Regions from separate parts of the Mus musculus genome. Here regions 2 and 3 are each linked to region 1. A link is a contact called in public HiChIP or PLAC-seq and promoter capture Hi-C data. All regions are on one chromosome and are shown on one strand. The core of a region is the stretch at or near the end of the contact, and the rest is flanking DNA. Distances in the headings are between cores, read along the strand shown.

Region 1 (3,048 bases), core at 14-2,513:
ACTCTGAGATATTTGGTATTCGGCCACCTTCGGAAGCCTGCTCTTCACTTCTCAGTGTCTTTATTCGTTCCGTATTTCCCAACAGTTCCCAGAAAGGAATTTCTGCCTGATCCTGCCTGGAGATTGTACTAGAAAAACAAAGCCAACCCCAGCTCCTGGGATCCGCAGCATCGCATCTCAAAATCACAACCCGGTCCCCAGACTCCTCTCTTTTGGCACAAAGGAGGCAAGGCCCAGAAAGGCAGGGTGGGCTACACAAGGCCCAGGATACACGGGGCTAAGCTTTCGGTTTAGCAGTTCTCAGTGTCTCAAAGTACCCCCAAATCTGGAAGAGATTTTAACTCTCCAGTACGAAGATTTGTTCTAACGCGGATTGTTAGATAGCTTAACTTTGTAACAGATCCAAGAACAAGGCCCTAACCTACTGGGGTTTTGTAGGCCGAAAACAACATTTTAATCTTCTCTCTCTCTCTCTCTCTCTCTCTCACTCTCACTCTCTCACTCTCTCCCTCTCTCTCTCTCCCTTCTTTTTTCCTGACCCTCTAAATTCGGCGTTCCCTCTAAACTTCGGACTGACTGCGGGACAGCCTGGAATCTTATACTCCAAACTCCCCGCGCCCAGCCTTCACCCCGGACTGAGCTACTGTCAGGCCTGGGTTTCTTGGCTCAGGGTTTTGGACATGAAAGCGATTCCAGAAGGGAAGAGCTTGAGGTTCTCCTTACCTTTTTTATCCGCCCGAGGGTCTTTGGCTGGGTCAGGGTCACCGTAGGCTCCCGGGTAAAATGTGGGGGCGGCTGGGAAAGCAGGAGAGCACTTGGGGGGCGAAGGCGCGGGGCCCATCTCCGCGCGCAGCTCTGCCAGGCCGGACGCTGCCGCCTCGGGGCCAGAGTAGGCCTCGGGCTTGAAGGCGGCCAGCATGCAGGAGGCAGGGGCCAGGGTGGCCTCGAGGCGCGCAGACAGGTCCCCAGACGCCAGGCTACGCTGCTGCTGCTCCAGGTTCAGGATGTCTTTGACTGAGAAAGGCGTGGGTGTGAGCGCAGGGCTGGGGAACATGGTGGCGACGCAGGTTTCACAGCGCCAGGTGGGTAGCAGAGAGTGGTGCTGCCCACCCCTGGGGACAGCCTCCCCGCATGGTGCCCGCCGCCCGCCCGCGCACCCGCCTCTCTGCCCTGGATGTGGCGCGCGGCAGCAGGTAGCGCGGAGCACCAGGGGCAGAAGAGGCGGGAGCAGGCTGGAGTAGGGGGGATTCAGCCTGCCATTGGGCCAGGGGCCTGGATGACAGGAGCGACGGGCAGTTCTGCGTCACCTAATATAGACATAGGGATGGGAAAAAAAAATCCTGCTCAGCTTTTTTTAAAGGGGCCGCGACACATTTGGGATAGTCTCCCACTCCTGCAAGGAGATTGCTCCTCGTTAGCCTGAAAATCCCAGCCAGACACACTCAAAGAAAATACCTGATTCTGTTATGCTGAGTCTAAACGCAGGGTTGGGGGTGGGTCGAGGATTTGAATAAATATTCTTTGCACTGTGTCCTGTATCACTAAATGGGCTGGTGAGGATGGATTGAAAGCCAGAAGAGGGGGGTTATTTTCAGGGATCAAGACTATGACTACAATATTGTTTACTGAAGTCTGCCTAAGAGTAGCCTGCATAGAAAGAGAATCACAGAGAAGACAGTTGTTCTGGGACGAACACTGAGTTTAACACATGAGTTTAAGAATTGGATTGGGGAGCGGTAGTTAATTTGACCTACAGGACCAAATTCAACCCAGGAACCCAGAGGGGCCCCAAGGGGTTCTGAGCTGAATGGAAAGGTGAAGTGGCTAATTGTGGGGTGGGAGTGGCCACCTGCTTCAGACTAAGCGGTGGGGCCAGGCACCTCTCCAGAGAGAAGGAAGCATTGTTGGGGAATTGACTCTTCCTGGAGGAGAGCTGCCTTCTGGGTTGTCTGCCTGGATTCTCCTGAAGCCCAAGCTGCTTCATTTTTCACCCTCCTAGGCCACCACAAAAGTCCCAGACCCTTTCTAGCCCGATCCTCCAGGGCCTTCCTGGGCTTCTACTCCACGGGGCAGAGGACAGATCAGGCAGGTGGAGGGACATTTTCAGTCCAGTGCTGCTTCTGTCTGAAAACTGTCAGGGTTTAAGGAACCCAGGTTCTGTACTAAGACAACTGTCTGGATCTAAGGAACACTTGGGCCCTCCCAGACCCAACAGAGTGGGACTTTTTCCTGCTGTAATCTCAAAAAGAGAAGGCACATCGATTCCAGGCAAAACCTCCCCCACCGAAGGTATATGGTAAGGCTAACCTCTGGGAGAGCTTGGGCTCACCACACCGATTTGCAAAGGGGATGTGCCCTTGAAAATTCATGTGGTGAGGGTCCATCACCTGTTTTCGGATATAAGGATTCCCAGAGTGAACAGATCTGTGAGTCAGAAGGCACACAGATATGAAGGACGAGTTGGCCACCAGAGGAGAGGCTTTTGGAATAGAAACGGAGTGTGAGTGTAGGGTCAAAGGTTAGCTAAACAAGTCACTCTTAAGTCATGAACCCAAAGTCCAGAGATCAAAACTTTTGTGAGTGCAGAGTGTGAACTGTCCCTCCTGGCAGGGCAGTGTGGGCCATTGGGCGCTGGCAACCATCTGGGCCATAGTGAAGCCAGCAAAGGCCTGATTTGTGTTCCTTCCTGCTTTTCCTCAAACCCAAACTCCCAAGGCCTTGGGTTGTCTTCAACTAAGGGAGAAGGAGACCCAGCTCCAGGCAGACTGTGAAGCCCAATTCCAGGCTCCAGTGGTCAGCACCAGACTTGGGAGCCATAGTGAGATCTCAACCCAGGGACCACAGAGCATCCTAAAGCTGGTGCTCTTTGTCTTCCGCTGTGTCCCTCTCCAAGCAGTCCAAAGCCTTTGCCTTTTTTCGCTTTTGTTGTTTTGTTTTGTTTTGTTTTGTTTTGTTTTGTTTTCCTCCCTTGCCACAATTTCTGGTTACATTACAGTTACTGTTCTGAGCCAACCTAGCTTGGGACCCTCCCGAGATTGAAGATTGGTT
Region 2 (2,712 bases), core at 42-2,541, 360 kb before region 1:
CTGGAGCAGAATACACAGCCTTCGAGTCTGAGTCTCAACTGCTCCAGTAGGCCCTGAGAACAGGACAGCAGCAGTGTTCAGGATCCCTCACTCCAGGAGTGCCTCTCCCTCCCCCACTGCCACACTGTGACCTGGCCACCTCCTTTGACTTGGTGCTGTAGGCTTCACTAGGTCAGACTCTTTCCTCAGTATCTCAGGGATGGTGACAGTACCTCGGGATGTCTAACACAGATCTGCTCCCTCGCCCCCATCCAGCTTGGAACGCTGTTGCCATGGAGAGACATCAACAGGCCTGCACAATATTTGGGCAACACAAACTGGAAGATTGCTCTTCTTCCCGGAGCCCAGGCCCAGACATGCCAGGGTGTGGGCTGGGGGTGGGGCAGGGAAATTCTGGGGCACCACATGACAGTCCCAGACTAGAGTCAAGCCAGCCAGCTCCCCCTGCACCCTCTAGCACACAGCCTCTGCTCTCATTCACTGCAATGGATAGTCTGGATTCACTGCTGGGGAAACTGAGGCCAGTGCTCTTGCCTCGGCCACAGTCCCTGCTAAGCCCAACAAACGGCTGGGTGTCTCAACCACAGATCTTCTCCCACTACTTCCCGAACAACCTAAAGGCTCCTCACTGATTTCACCCTAGGACCTTAGTCAGGCCACTGGCCGGGCCGCTCACTAGCAGTGAGGTCCTGTCTCTTTGAGCACCAGCTAGTCTGTCCCTGTAAAGTGAGGTTGTGACCACACCTCCTTTACCATGTTGAGTGGGGTACAAGCAATCATGGAGTTAGGGGGCAGCATATGTTTAACCAGCCTCCCAAGGGATTCTGAAGTATGCGTGGATCTGGACATCATTATACAACATCCACCAAACCATGCCATGCCCCTGCCTTAGGGTCCTCCATAGCTCCCCATCCCCTCTGGGTGAAGTTTAAGAGGCTTGTGTGGGTAGCCTGTTTCTTCTACTTTTGTATGTCCATACATTGCAGTATAAAATTATTAGCACGCTAATTTATGGGAGTACCTCACTGTGTATGGGTAAGAAATGAGTTTTCCTCTAAAATCGGAGAAACTCAGACTTCTGAAGCCCTGTCCCCAGGAGTTTGCCAAGACCCAGTGTGAGCACTTTGCACAGGTGATCTCGTGCCATCCTCACAGCTGCCCAGACGCATGGCCACCCTCCCTGGAGACCGGAGAACACAGGTGGGTTTGGGGTTCACACAGCCAGAGGCCAGCCTTTGAGCCTCTGACCGTCAGAGCATTCTGCACCATCTGCCCTGGCTGCTTGCCTGGAGGAGTGCTAGACAACAGACCCAAGGCATGCATCACAGCTGTGTCTGATGGGGAAACTGGCTGATAGCTCACAACACACAGGGCCAAAGGGGAAGGCCCACAAAGCCTGTCAGGACCCTCCAACTTCATCCCGGAAGTATTGAGAATACCCAAGATTGAACACAGAACACCAGGCTCACTTTAGAGCTCCTGAATCAGTTGGGCTTGAGTACGGCCCTTGGTGGTGGTGTGGACTATACTGTGAGAACTGGCACCAAGGAAGGAACACACAGTGGTGAGGAGCAGTGGTGGGGAGCAGGAGCAGGGAGCAGGGTTAGGTACCCAGGCTGTCTATGGCAGTAAGGGCTACCTCAGCTAGGAGCCTGGGGACCAAGGACCTCGGGTTCTGTCCCCTGTGAGCTGCATTGAGTGAATCAAACAGGCCCTGAATCCATGGGACAGACAGGTGCTCCTCATCCCTGCTAGGAACAGCCTGCCTTCATTCTCTGTCCCCACAGGAGACTAGAGTGCCTGATGACAGGAAAGGGTTGTCAGAACAAGGCCAGGGTCCTGTTCCTGGCAATCCCATGCCTCAAAGGCTGTGTCAGGAAGAGGGTCTGTTTTCCCTCTGGGTCCAAGTTCTCAGCAGTCTTGTCCCAACAACCCATTAGAAGGGCCCATTCTGGAAAGCACCCTTCCCTCTGCATCCTTCAGAAGGGAACAGCACTGCAGATCCAGGGGAACTGTCCAGTGAAGGAAGGGGCTTTGACCTCCATTGACCACAAAAGGCTCCACACATCTGTCCCAGAGACTCTATTCCTCAAGGGCAGACAGATAGAAGTCTCCAAATGGCCTAATGCCTAGAAAATCATCTCTGGCAACCAAAGGGCCTGGAGCTCAGGATGGTCTATCTTCAGTAGCCCAGGATGGCCTAACTTCAGTAGCCCAGGGTGGCCTATCTTCAGTAGCCCAGGATGGCCTATCTTCAGTTCCCACCTAGCCAAATCTCTCCATTTCCCTCTCTCCCTCCCCTCTTCTTCCATTCTTGATTTTCTCCTTCCATGACTCCCTTCCTTTCCCTCCCTCCTTCCTTCTCTCATGGCTTACAATGTATAAGGAAGGGCAGTAACTCACACTTTATATATAATTGGTTTACATATTTTACAAACAAGTTATAAAATTATGTCAGGTGTCAGGAAGCATGCTAAGGTGAAACTAAGGAGAAATGGGGCTAAAGAGGAGACTTAGGGTGAAGAGGAAGCTGTGGGGCAGGCCGCACTGATCTCTGGGTAACGACCTGGAAGAGGAAGTACCTGGCCCTGGGAGCAACTTGGGAAGGGCAAGAATCAGGAGCCTCTGTACCCTGCCCAGAGGTGGGCAGGGAAGCCTGAGAGAGTGGCCAAGGAGTGTTAGAGGGCTGGAGAGCCCAGGGTCCCAGCTGGG
Region 3 (2,987 bases), core at 358-2,857, 430 kb before region 1:
TTTTTTTTTTTCCTGTGTGGTCTGCTGTTGTTGCCACTGACGTGGAAGACATAGCATTTCCCCACAGCACATCCACATGGGGACCGAGAGGCTCAACCTCAGCCTTTCAAATCTACATGTCCTCCCCACCCCGAGACACACACCAGAACAGTTGGGGTGCGGTGGGTTCAGTGGCTGCAGCGAACATCTGGGGAGGTGACTGAAACACAGCCACTTGCTGGAGTGCTCTGAAAGTGGCTTTTTAACAGCAGCTTCCCCACCCTGCCGCCACAAAGTCCTGTTGCCCTGAGCCATTTTATCTAAGTGAAATTCCTCAACTCCTTTTATAGCAATGGCGACCTCTCTAAGGACCCCAGGGTCATACAGAGTGAAGGCCTACCCAGCTAAAGTACCTTTGCCCACCAGAGTTTGGGGTGAAATTTTAAATAACTGAGAGCACTTGTAATTGAGAATTAGAAACTCAGTACAGAATAGGTCTGGCCATGGCTTCCTGGGGAACAACAGAGGAGAGTCTGAGGACAACGAGAAACCAAGGCAGGAGGCGGTCCTCTGAGCACCTCTTTTTACTCCGTTTCAGAGGGAGCTTGCCCTCAGCCACTGGGAGATAGGTTTGGACATCTCGTCTACCCACTGACCCTCGGTTTACCCTGTCTGTGCTGTGGAGGTAATAACCCTGCTTCCTAAACTGACGAGAGTACTGAGTATGGGAGTCTGAAAGTAATGGTTAGGGACTGGGTCTCCTCACAGAGTCATTACACCTCCCCCACCTTGGTGTGTTAGTCTGTGAATTGGACTAGGGGTGGCATGGGCTAGCTGGCCTTTTATAGAAGAGTAGCCAAGGCTGGAAGGTTCTGAGAAAAGATTTATGCGGTGGGAGTGGATGCACCTCCCCCTCTCAGCCCCCTCCCCCCCCCCAACGCCGCCGCCTCGTACCTCCTGGCAACACTACCCACCTCACATGCCACCTCGTTCTCTCAAAAACCCTCAGCCGGCCCTATCTGACACTTCAATGTTATTGTTGGTTTTGACCACTATGTGATCTTGATTGCTAATTTTCTCTTCCTTGAGAGCAGGGACTGCGTCTGGGGCTCAGCAGAGGGCCTGGTACATAGGGTGTGGGCAGTACTTTAATGAAGAAGGCACAGTGAGCTCAAGTCTGGGTCCCGCCCCCCCCCCTAAACAACCACTACATACTGAAGTCTCTCCTCCTAGGTATGCGGCCTAGGGGATGGAGAAGTTCCCCATCCCTACCCCCCACCCCCATCTCACCCTGGATGGACTGTCATGGAGCCCTTGACACTGTCTGGCGTGACCTGCATGTGTGCGCGTCGTCCCTGAGTCGAGGCACCACCCAAAGTGGCCGAATGCCTGGACAAGGACTCGGCACCCGGCGACCCATCCCGATTGGCAAAAAGAGCAAGGTCGGTGCGCGCGGGAACGACGAGGGCAGGAGGCCAGCCCCGCCTCTCCAGCGCGCTACCGGTGCAAACTTTCAAAAGACGCGGCGGCGGCCCCAGCCCCGCCCAAGCACGGTTGGTGGCGGGCGCGGGGGCGGGGCGGGCGCGCCCGGGCCGGTGGCTCCGCCTCCTCCCGCCGCCGCCCGCGCCGCCCATCTGCCGCCCGCCGGTCGCCGGTGCAGCGGCAATGCCCCGCAGCCCGGCCGCGGCCCCCGGCCCGCCCAGCTAGCCCCGCGCCGCGAGTCTCGGAGTAGCGATGGGCAACACGGTGCACCGGACCCTGCCAGGTACGCCCGGAGCCGCGCCCCGAAGTGGCGCGGAGCGCCTGGTCCTCCCCGGGTCGTCGCAGCCGCGGAGCCCGGGTGCAAGCCAGAGCCTGGTTGCCGGAGCCCGAGCCCCGGAGCCGCACCCCTGCAGGGATGTGCGGACCCCTCCTGGTTTTCCTGGCCTTGGCCGTGCGCCCCACGCCTTTGTTCCAGCCGGAGGTCGCTAATGAGCGAGCCGGAGGGAGGTATCGGGGCTTCCCCCGGCCGGAACCCTTCAGGGGGGTTGCAGGGCGCGGGTGTCCCGGGTCTCCGCGTACAGTCCACAGGCGCCCCCGGCACACGTGCTAGTTCTTGGCGGCGTTCCCACGCGCGCCCGGCTGCGCCCCGTTCGGGTGTCCGTTCTGTTGGGGGCCCTCCCAGCCCCATCTGAGCCATTGCTGTGGGGCGCATCGCCCCCTAGTTAAAAGCGCCCTAGAATTTCCTAGACCCGAGAAAGGCGGTGGGCGAGGGGCGTGGGGCGGGCGTGCGGAGGCCGGGGGACGCCACGCCTCGCTGAAAATACCTAGTGATGGTGGAACATGTCAGCGCGCCGAGGCTGTCACTGCCTGTCTGCAAAGAATCGTCCTCCTAAGAAAAGACACCCCGATTTTACACAAGAAGTTTAACCTCAGTACAGGAGAAATGACCCGGTGACAGGCAGTGGTGGGAGACTGCATGGGCCCTGTCAGCCTGTCTGCCCCGCCCCTCACCCCCACTGTGTCCCAAGTCTTCAGAAGTGTTTGGGCATAAAACTGGGCATTCGGCATTCGCAGCATCCTTAAGCAGAGGCTCTCTCTCTCTCTCTCTCTCTCTCTCTCTCTCTCTCTCTCTCTCTCTCTCTCTGTGTGTGTGTGTGTGTGTGTGTGTGTGTGTGTTGGGGGAGGGTAGTTCAGAGAAGAAGCAAGTTGGCTGTAGGTCAGATTTAGCACAGCCCAGCTGACACCCCATCTCTGTTCTGACACCCCCACAGCCCTTCCTCCGGCAGTTATCCTAATAGAGTTGTCTCTTCCCCTGGAAGGGATTGGACCAACCTGAGACCTAAGGACCACTGGGGAGACAGACAGCCCCTTCTACTAACAAGCCCCTGGGTGGCTTTTACTGGATCATTCCTAAGGTCAGCCAGGTGGAGTCACAGGCTGGTCAGCTTCAGAGGTGGCTTTGGAACCTGGGTCTGTACTAGACAGAGTGATAACCGCTTCTTGCTAGGCTGAAGAGACCCAGCCAC

Evidence for each region. HiChIP or PLAC-seq counts read pairs in DNA pulled down with a chosen protein or histone mark. Capture Hi-C pulls out chosen DNA fragments and counts their contacts.
Region 2: an H3K27ac HiChIP or PLAC-seq map of heart atrium shows a contact between it and region 1, with 4 times the contacts expected there. The contact joins the enhancer-like site here to the promoter of Nkx2-5 in region 1. A contact is called at or near these places in 2 of 39 promoter capture datasets (the C10 cell line and pre-B cells), 3 of 115 datasets of contacts at active chromatin or transcription factors (embryonic stem cells, heart atrium and stem cell-derived neural progenitor cells) and 2 of 9 other capture datasets (embryonic stem cells and pancreatic islet).
Region 3: a promoter capture Hi-C map of adipose tissue shows a contact between it and region 1. The contact joins the promoter of Neurl1b here to the promoter of Nkx2-5 in region 1. A contact is called at or near these places in 5 of 39 promoter capture datasets (HPC-7-derived erythroid cells, embryonic stem cells, hippocampal neurons and 2 more), 2 of 484 Hi-C or Micro-C datasets (bone marrow-derived macrophages and embryonic stem cells), 3 of 115 datasets of contacts at active chromatin or transcription factors (bone marrow-derived macrophages and embryonic stem cells) and 4 of 9 other capture datasets (adipose tissue, embryonic stem cells, liver and 1 more).

Annotation. Positions count from the first base shown.
Region 1 is chr17:26,840,302-26,843,349 of GRCm38.p6, forward strand. Nkx2-5 (NK2 homeobox 5) reads right to left here and starts at 1,264. Exons shown (of 2, transcript NM_008700.2): 1 at 724-1,264. The coding sequence starts at 1,054.
Region 2 is chr17:26,478,575-26,481,286 of GRCm38.p6, forward strand. The region is part of intron 1 of Gm34455 (a long non-coding RNA gene); the gene reads right to left. Among named protein-coding and RNA genes, the nearest start is that of Gm34455, 24 kb to the right of the region's middle. Within about 2 kb of position 1,292, at least 32 of the 459 cell types and tissues checked have an H3K27ac peak or open chromatin away from gene starts, as enhancers often do. A contact at or near this core is called in heart atrium, where this site is marked.
Region 3 is chr17:26,413,252-26,416,238 of GRCm38.p6, forward strand. Neurl1b (neuralized E3 ubiquitin protein ligase 1B) reads left to right here and starts at 1,608. Exons shown (of 5, transcript NM_001081656.3): 1 at 1,608-1,744. The coding sequence starts at 1,714.